Linked DNA regions of Arachis hypogaea: region 1 is linked to region 2. A link is a contact called in public Hi-C data. All regions are on one chromosome and are shown on one strand. The core of a region is the stretch at or near the end of the contact, and the rest is flanking DNA. Distances in the headings are between cores, read along the strand shown. Region 1 has its middle 7.0 kb from the start of LOC112723758. Region 2 has its middle 13 kb from the start of LOC112720018.

The links. Hi-C and Micro-C count contacts between places; a contact is called where the count stands out from the background.
Region 1: a contact with region 2 is called in a Hi-C map of leaf, with 1.7 times the contacts expected there. The contact joins two enhancer-like sites. A contact is called at or near these places in 3 of 8 Hi-C or Micro-C datasets (all in leaf).

What each region holds. Positions count from the first base shown.
Region 1 is chr11:5,533,511-5,538,551 of arahy.Tifrunner.gnm2.J5K5, reverse strand. No RefSeq gene overlaps it. Among protein-coding and RNA genes, the nearest start is that of LOC112723758, 7.0 kb to the right of the region's middle. Within about 2 kb of position 3,756, at least 1 of the 3 cell types and tissues checked has open chromatin away from gene starts, as enhancers often do.
Region 2 is chr11:5,480,186-5,484,770 of arahy.Tifrunner.gnm2.J5K5, reverse strand. No RefSeq gene overlaps it. Among protein-coding and RNA genes, the nearest start is that of LOC112720018, 13 kb to the right of the region's middle. Within about 2 kb of position 2,745, at least 1 of the 3 cell types and tissues checked has open chromatin away from gene starts, as enhancers often do.

The DNA of each region.
Region 1 (5,041 bases), core at 2,507-5,006, 53 kb before region 2:
CCACCAAGTATAAATTTAATGACTACAAATTTAAAAGAACTTTACATTAATCTATAACTTTCGTTGATGAACCAACACATAAATTACTTGTAGTGGCAGACGTTTAAGTTCCAAAAATATGAACAAGTTGATATATGAAATTTTTTATACACAAAATTTTCTTAAAATATTATATTTTTTAAACAGAAAATATGATGGAATGTAATAGAATTTATTTTTTAAATAGATGTTATAATGGTGTATTGTACAAATATAAATTGAAAAAGAACTTTTTGCCCCAACAAATTGCATGCTCCTATATACTTTTAAATAACACTGTTAGAACTATTTGATGCTTTTTGTCTGCATTTTGGCTTTTTCCACAAAATTTTTTACTATTCTTTATGCAAAATCACTATTAAAAATATTATAAGTTATTATACTATTTACTCTTTATTAATTGAGACTACTTATCTAATAAATACAAATATTATGTATATTAAAAATTAATTATCATCTATTTATATGTATTATTTTATATATTTTTAAAGTATATTATATATATAATAATATATATTTTATATAAATAACTATTTAATGATTATTTTTTATTATATCTAATGTAATTTATTATGTATTACTCTCGTACTCCAGTGTATATATACTCTTGTAAATCAAATACCAATATACAATACAATTCTTTTTACTTTTGTATTGTAATATTTTTATGTACATATAGAATAATTGATATAAAAAATGTAAAAAGTATTTTTTTTTAAATAAAAAAATAAAAGGAAATAAAAAACTAAAAAGGTAGGATTTTTTGACGCGGCTTTTGTTCACAGGAGTAAGAGGATCTGATCTGACCGTTACAATCATGCCACGTGTCATTTGTCTCTAATCACTTTCATATTTTACTTTTTGATATAATAATACAATTAAGTAAGAAACAAATAATTCTGACCATTTTAAAAAATATATAATTTTAAATAAATTAAATATTTATAAATATTTTATCTATATGTATTATTTTTAAAATATTTAATTTTAATTAAAATCTAATTGGCCAGGACGATATAGTTGTAAAAAATACGGTGAATACATCACCGACCCTTCAGAGATCCAGCGTTGCTTCGCAACATTTGTTGATGTCCTTTTCCATTATTTTATTTATTTATTTATTTATTATTTTGTATTCTCCTTCATAATTGGAGATTAATAGGTTAACTTTTCTCAGACTACAACAATTGCACCTTTACTTGGAAACATATTAACCTTACAAAAATGCTGTGAATTCGGAAACAAACAAATTCGTCAAACTTGCATTGATATACCAAGCCTGCTAATATGGTGCTAATATGGTAAGCCTACGGATTTCTAATATTACATTGTTTATTAGTGTTTATAAATTAAAATCAATTAGATAGACATATATATATATATATATATTATTTCTATTTTTTAATATTAAATACACACAGTAAAGGTGACACATATATAAATTAAGGGTTAATTAATAAAGTTTTAATATTATATGTCTATATAATAAATTCTTTAGTCTTTTAAATACACAATGATAAAATGTTGAATATATTTATTGAATACTATTATACAACTATTTTAATTTGAGTGTTTTACTCATTTTAATTAAGAATTGTAATATTATTAATATTTTTAACAAATTATAATATTCAATATATTAAATACAAAATTGTCGTGAGATCATTTTTTTCAAAAAAAATTTTTGGTGACTATTTTTTTCAAAAGTTTAAGCTTATAAAAAAAGACATATAAATAGTATAGTTATATTTTTAATACTTTTTTAAGTAAGAGTCTCATTTAGATTTGTTTAAATTTTTGTATAAATCTTTTTTTATTTATTTTATGTTTTATTTTTTTCTGTTTTGGAGTTAACAATAATTAAATTATAGATTTTTTGAATATAAAAATTTTGATATCATATCATAAAATTACTTTTTTTAAAAGTATAAATTAATTGAAAAAAATACATAAATAGTTGTATTTCTAATAATAATAATTAAATAACTATGATTTTATCATTGTTATTTTTAATATTTACTAAATTAAAGTTAATTACTTCATATTACTATAAAACTACGAAAAGAAGTAAAGAAGTAATTATGAGGACAGATGAGAGTTGTGCAATTCATTAAAAAACGTTGTTTTAGTGAGAACTACATTTTGATTTTATAATTCACGTGAAAAAAGAAATGCACCTTTATTCACATTTTCATTTGCATTTGCATTTGAGTCTCTATCACTAGACAACTAGTGGCTAAATGTGTGTTTAATTAGTTCTACTTTTATAAAATTGAATACAGTTGGCTAAATTGAGTATTTATCCTAAGTTCCTAACATAAGCTTCCAAATTGTGCAAGTGGCTTTTACCGAAAAATTTTAATGCAAGAACGCGTTGACTCATTTTAGCGGGAATTGACTTTTTTTTTTTTGAGACACTGTGTAAAACATTTTTAAATATATTTAAAATATTAATATTTTAATAATCTTAATTATTAATTTTAATTAATATATTATATATATTTTTTATAATTGAGATTAACGGTTAAAATTATTAAAATATCAGTATATCTAATACATTTGAAATTATTTTTAGAGATTAAATAAGTTCTAGAGTGTAAATGAAATTTCAAATTTTAAACATTTTCATTAAGAATTAATAAATAAATAAATAAAGGATAAATAGATTTTTGATCTTTTAATTCGCAGATATTTAAATTCTCAAAAATTTAAAAATACATTTAAGTTCTTGACTTTTTCAAAACATGGACATATCGATTCTTTATGTTTATTTAGGTTTGTCAGACTCAACAGAAAAATTAATAACTCCCGTTGTATTGATCTAGTTGATATGAATGCACACATAAAAAAATTTTTAAAATTAGACAAATTAGATTCAGAAATTAATATGTCCAAATTTTAAAAAAATAAAAAATTTAAATATATTTTTAAATTTTTAAAAACTTAAAAATTTGCGAATAAAAAAGTCGGAGGGATTTGTCTTTTTCTCTGGATAAATAAATTGCTCAGCCGCCCTCACACAAATCTAGAGCCCAACTATAGTAAAATGTGAAATGGAATAAAATATAATGAATCTATCACCATTCACCCAACGCACAAAAATAAATTAAAAAAAAAAAACTAAAAGTGCATGTAATCCATAATAATGAGAACATGAATATTTTAGTATAATTCAAGTGATCAATTTGGACATGTGGGAGTATATTTCAATGTTAACTTAGTCAATTACTACAATTATATACACATTACTATATAATTTGATTTGATGATGGTGATCACTAATGAAGGTGATGAGCTGAAATGTTGTTTAATAAATTACAATATCTTCATTACCACATATTGTATCTCTTATTTATCTCAAATTAATTATTTATTTATTTATTTATTTATTTATTTATTATCATTTTAATTTTCATCAGAAGAAATGAAAATTAAACCAAAAAAAAAACTACAAATTAATTGGGTAGGAGAAGGGGGTGGGAAACCAACGGCGCAGAATGAAACGAATTAAAGAAAATAAATAAAATAAAATAAAGAATGAAGTGAAAATAATAATAAAGCCAAGGGCAAGTTGCACTAATTGGGTCCACGAAGGAGACAGCAGCATCAAATCAACGCCTAGAAAAGATGTGATGAAAGTGAAACACAATATGGACGGTCCAGATTGATTCTATGCACAGATTTCATTTTCTGTTTGATAAATAAACTTGCGATGGGTGTCTTCTCAGAGTGGAGGGGATAGATCAATGATCATAGATTCTTTGTTGTACTTTGTCGTACTCGTAGGAATAATACATAATAAATTATTTGAAATATGATGCGCATGCATATATATATTATTAATATTTTTAAAATACTTTAATTTAATTTGTCAATTACTTTCATCCTTTTGTTTCGAAAGCGTGATCTAGGACCAGGAATAGAATTATATATTAGATAGATATTAATCATGATGAAATCCACTAATATATAATTTTTGGTCCATATTGTTATAAAAAAGTGGCATATTCATAAGGGTGTCAATAGGTCAAGATGAAATAGGTTCAGCTGAATTTGAATTTGACTTATGTTTTGATTGTGGCTGGTATGTTTTAGGATTCAATTATCTATTAATTCTATATCAATTTTATTAAAAATACAGATTTTAAAAATTAAATCACTTCTCTTTAAAATATAGGCTTTTTTATTCTTTTATTTGTTTTTGTTATAATTTTTTTGGAATCAACAAAGATTAAATGTTAAACATTTTGATCATAAAAATTTAAATATTATGATATAAAATTAAACTAATAAAAATAGGTAAATAAATAATTATATTTCTCACATTATGTTGAGTCGGATCCAAAAAAAAAAAAAAAAACATTTTAATAGTTCTCTAACATATATGAATGATAATGGGGTAGATATACATGAATTTTTACACTATTCGATCCATCTCACCTTATCTTATCCTATATAAAATTCGCCCCTATTATTATGGATAATCAATTTTTACATCCTAGTTACCTTTCTAATCTTTTAAATTCAACATGCAAATAAAATGTTGAATATATTTCAAATGTGAAAGTCCTTATTAAAAAAGTAAATAAAAAAAAAGAAATAAAAAAGATGTAAAGGTATAAGATGTGTTCGTCTGAATTCTTGTTTTAATTTAAAGCCCAGCAACGTAACAAAAAAAAGTGAAAACCTTTAAAATAACATACACAATAACATATCTAGCCATTTGAAAAGAAGAAAGCAACACATAATCATAGTTATAAATTAATTAAGTAATTATACATGTATTCTTGGCAAAGAATTGGACTACACATTTTAAGAACATTTGTTTACCAAATGAGAAAGAATGAGGAACCAATAGAATATTTATATACAATGTGTACAATGGAGGTTTAGGGAGTATTAGAGATATAACTATTAGTGTTACCTCTTTCATCAGTTGAAGTTTTTGGGATGAGTGGTATCATGACATGGTATTAGAACGTTAGATCCGAAAAGTCAAGAG
Region 2 (4,585 bases), core at 1,496-3,995:
ATCAACCGGGTTCACAGTATGCCATTTCGCCATCCACACTTTTTTTGTATGAGGGTTTGAAGTGATAGCTCTGTTGGACCGCACCTTACAGGACAGGGATGCTTACGGAAGGGTTGGACTGTATCATAAGCAAGATGACCTTGCAGATGAGACTGTTATTCAGTTGTCGATGGTCCTAGGACATGGTGGGTGCTAAACAACTGTGAACTCCTCCAACCCTCCGGACCTCCCTGACGAAATAAAATAGTGATGTTTAGGTGGCATGCATAAAAAATATGTAATCTATGGAAACCATGAACTACAAGTTATGCCTCAATGAATCTTGAACTCACCAGTATCCGAGCTTCTGTCGAAGGACAACACGGAGACTCCATGGACAGCTATTTGCAGCTTGACGGCATTGCACATGGTACTTCAGTCGATCAGATTCGATCACTTGGTACTCTGCACTCCGGTAAATACTATAGCTCTTCACACCGTGCATCACTGCATCTCGGCATTTGAATCTGTGGCCAACCCGAAACTCTACCCCACCGTCTAGGTTGTAATCCTCCTCCCCATGCTGGAAAACGGAGTTCTCTTGTGCATGGCGTCCAGATCCAACATATGATAGTGACTTGGTACATCGGATAGCGCCGGAATCGGGTTGGGGGGAGGCAAAACATAGCGCACAGCTACCTGAGCGGGCGTCTCTGGTACAAACCCCTCGTCATCACCCCCTCGAAAGAATCACTGTCGCCACTATCGGCAACGTACTCCTCATCAGAGTCTTCTTCACCCATCTCCATGTCCTCCACTAGAATGGCGACATGAACGGGGGTAGTGCGAGAGGTCGATCATCTTGTACGTAGGTCGAGTGAACAGAACTACCGCCACCAACATCTCCAACCTCGGCAGAAAGCTCCATCACTTGCTTTGCCATGATTTTCCCATGGATGTCGAACATCAATCGCACATGCTCGTCTCCTATAAGCCAAATAGTCAAAACTGGAACACTCCATTACCCAGCGGTGCCAGCAACCTATAGCTCACCCATCCGACCTCCCTCGTTTCGGTGCCCCCAAGATTTCTCAATATCAAACTCTTCAACTCGGACAACAAACTCACACGCTGAGTCCGCAACAGAATCGAATTCTCACACTCAAATATCACCTCATTGTCGCCATTTCTCATACGACAATGGGGTAAACACACACAACTATGTATACCCTATTACTGGCCATTGTTGCCTTCTTTTTGTGAGAAAACGGGACAGAAGAAGATATGAAATAAATGTGGAGAATCTCAAGAGTTAGACATCCTTTTATAGCTGTTGAAAAATTGTTTACACGTATCTCGTTTACAGTGTCAACGAGATATACACGTGTGACGTTTACGTGTCATATCTCGTTGACACTGTAAACAAGATACGTATAAATTCATCTCGTTACAGTGTAAATGAGGTTTAACAAGATGACGAATTTCGGTAATAACTTTTGAAATTATTTAATTTAGTAATTAATATATTTATTTTATTTATTAAAATAAAAAATCTGAAAACTATAATGAATAAAAACCTTATTTTAACTATCTTGTATATATAGGTCGATATTTTGAGAGGCCAATTCTACACTTTTTAATTTAGATGTGGAAGGGAGAATGGTGTAGGACGCAGATACGGAGTGTATATATAGGTGCTTTACGCAAGTGTGGTGTCAGGAACAAAAATCGGACCGTCTGATTTTTGAGTACACAAATAGAAGGGTCCGATTACCTTCACCAAAATTTAAAATTCCTCTTCCACACTAATTGGACTGTCCGATTAGTAAGCTTAATTTTTTTTACAAATAAATCGGATGGTTCGATTTCTTCATCCCTATTTCAGAAAAAGCTATTCCAATATCTATGTCTAGCACATTTTCTACAATAATACACAACACACACATACTTCTCATATCCAAAAAAATGAGCCCCAATTCTATGGTGCCTATGACTTGACGCCTAAATTTTGCCTAACTTTTTTTTTGTAGTAAGTTTTGAATTTTTAAAAATTATTTATTTTTATAATTTTTAAATTAAATATTAATTTTTAACTTTTTTTAGTAAATAGGCACCACATTTAGGCACTATAGCATTCACCATTTTGAAATTGCAAGAGAGAAAATAAAAAAGAGCGGTGTAGATCATAACAATATGCAAGATCATACCATTTTCATTATTTTTAGGTTTAATTAATTTATTAGTTTCTATAATTTTATTAAATTTGTAATTAGATTTTTATATTTTTTAATTAAATTTTTATATTATTTTTAATTTTATAATTAGTTCATTTTTATATTAAAAATATTAAAATTAATAGATTATTTTTTTAAAAAATATGTAGTAAAAAAAATTTAATTATATTTTTAATTGTAAATACTTTTATTTTGTGAAAAAATATTTAATTAATTTTAATATTTTTTACATTAAGAAATATTTAATTATAAAATTAAAAACAGTATAAAGATTTAATTAAAAAATTATAAAAAATTAATTATAAATTTAATAAAATTATAAAATATAATATAATAATTAAACCCTATTTTTATGAGTAGCTCTACTTGTGAATAATACAAATGATGAAGAGTGGTCACGGCATTTATAAAAGTGATGGGACATTGAATAATAATGCCCTTATTAGGTGTGAAAAGTCTAAACCATTGTCCCTGTCTGGTGGAGAGTACCTTAAAGCAGTGGGGTTGGTAACTCACTCACAACCAGCACTTTTTGATTGGTAACCTTATGACTTTGTAATTGCAAATTGTTGAAGCCAAACCACACAAATCTTGAAACTATGTCACACATAGAACGAAATTAGAAAACACTGAAAAATAATTATTTTTTGGCACTCATATAGGATAATAATTTCTCTTATAGTGGTTTAGTTATACCTTGTAAATTACTCTAGATCTCTCCATATTGTGTAACGTGTTTTATTTAAATCTTTTAAAATTTTTAAGAAGCAATAATTTATTTTTCTATTTTATTCTTAATAATAAGGTAATTTCAAAAACAAACATGTTATTAATTTTATAAGTTTACACTACTACAATAATAATTTATTTTTCTATTTTTGCAAATTATTTTTATAAGTTAATTTAAAAAACAAACATGTTATAAATTTTATAAGTTTACACATGAATAATTATGTCTCACATTAGTTTTATATGTTAACTGTCATCAAGATTTTTTTTTATTTATTTTTGGGAATATATTATAAAAAATTAATTTTAATACAGTGTCAGTGTATAGTAACTTCATATATATTCAATCATATAATATTATATCAAAAAAATAATAATTATTTTTATTAATTGTATAAATGATCATCTAAAAAAATAGATATAATTATATACAACTGTGTAAAATATTTTACACTATTAATAGATCAAAATTAAGCTGATATTATGAATAGCAAAAGTTTAGAGAGAGCAATAGTGAAAATTTATGTTAATATGATAAAGGGAATATTCCACTTGGGAAGACTCCTTATCTTGATCACTTCTATAGTTACATAAAAAGTTGGCATCGAGTAAATTATTGGAATTTGTTACTGTGTTTCTTATGTAAAGATATTAATTTTTTTTATCTAATCAATAATATAAATTTTTATTTTCAAATTTTTAAAATTGATTTTAATTAATAGAATATGTGACAATTTTTAAACCGTGTATTACTATAAGAAATTAAGAATACTAATATCCTGAAATTATACATGGTACTGTACCAAAATTATTTGGTAGATGTTATGATTTTCTACCACCAATTATTGGAATGAGAATGGAGGTTGAGATCCATGTGGTAGTCCTTCTTTGAATCTATAATTGTAAGGCTGTGATGTCAGCTTATTGTTACATTTATGACAAAAATAGAAATCAGAACGTGAATTGAAATTAGAATGTGAATATGAATGTAATCGCTATATTATAGTGGATTCATCAATGTATCTGCAACCTCCCTTTCTTGCTTTAAATTTTTATTCAAAAATGCTACATAATAATAAAAATTAGTCATTAAAATCAGTTATTATAAATCTATAAATCAGTTATTATAAATCTATATAGATTTATAATAACTGATTTTAATGACTAATTTTTATTATTAAAAATTAGATAATATATAAATATAAATATAAATATAAATATAAATATAAATATAAATAAAAATAAATATTAATATATATTAGATTTCACATTATTCTGTTTCATATATCATATATATAAATAGATATGAAACAGAATAATATAAATTTAGAAAATAATAAGATTAAATAAAAAAAACTATTCTATATTTTTAAAATCAATTTTTTATTATTAAAATATTCTTTTATTTATTTATAAGAATTTAATATTAATATATAAATATAAATCATATTAGATTTCACATTATTCTGTTTCATATATCATATATATATATATATATATATATATATAAATAGATATGAAACAGAATAATATAAATTTAGAAAATAATAAGATTAAATAAAAAAAACTATTCCATATTTTTAAAATTAATTTTTTATTATTAAAATATTTTTTTATTCTATCTATTTCATTTGCTGCAATAG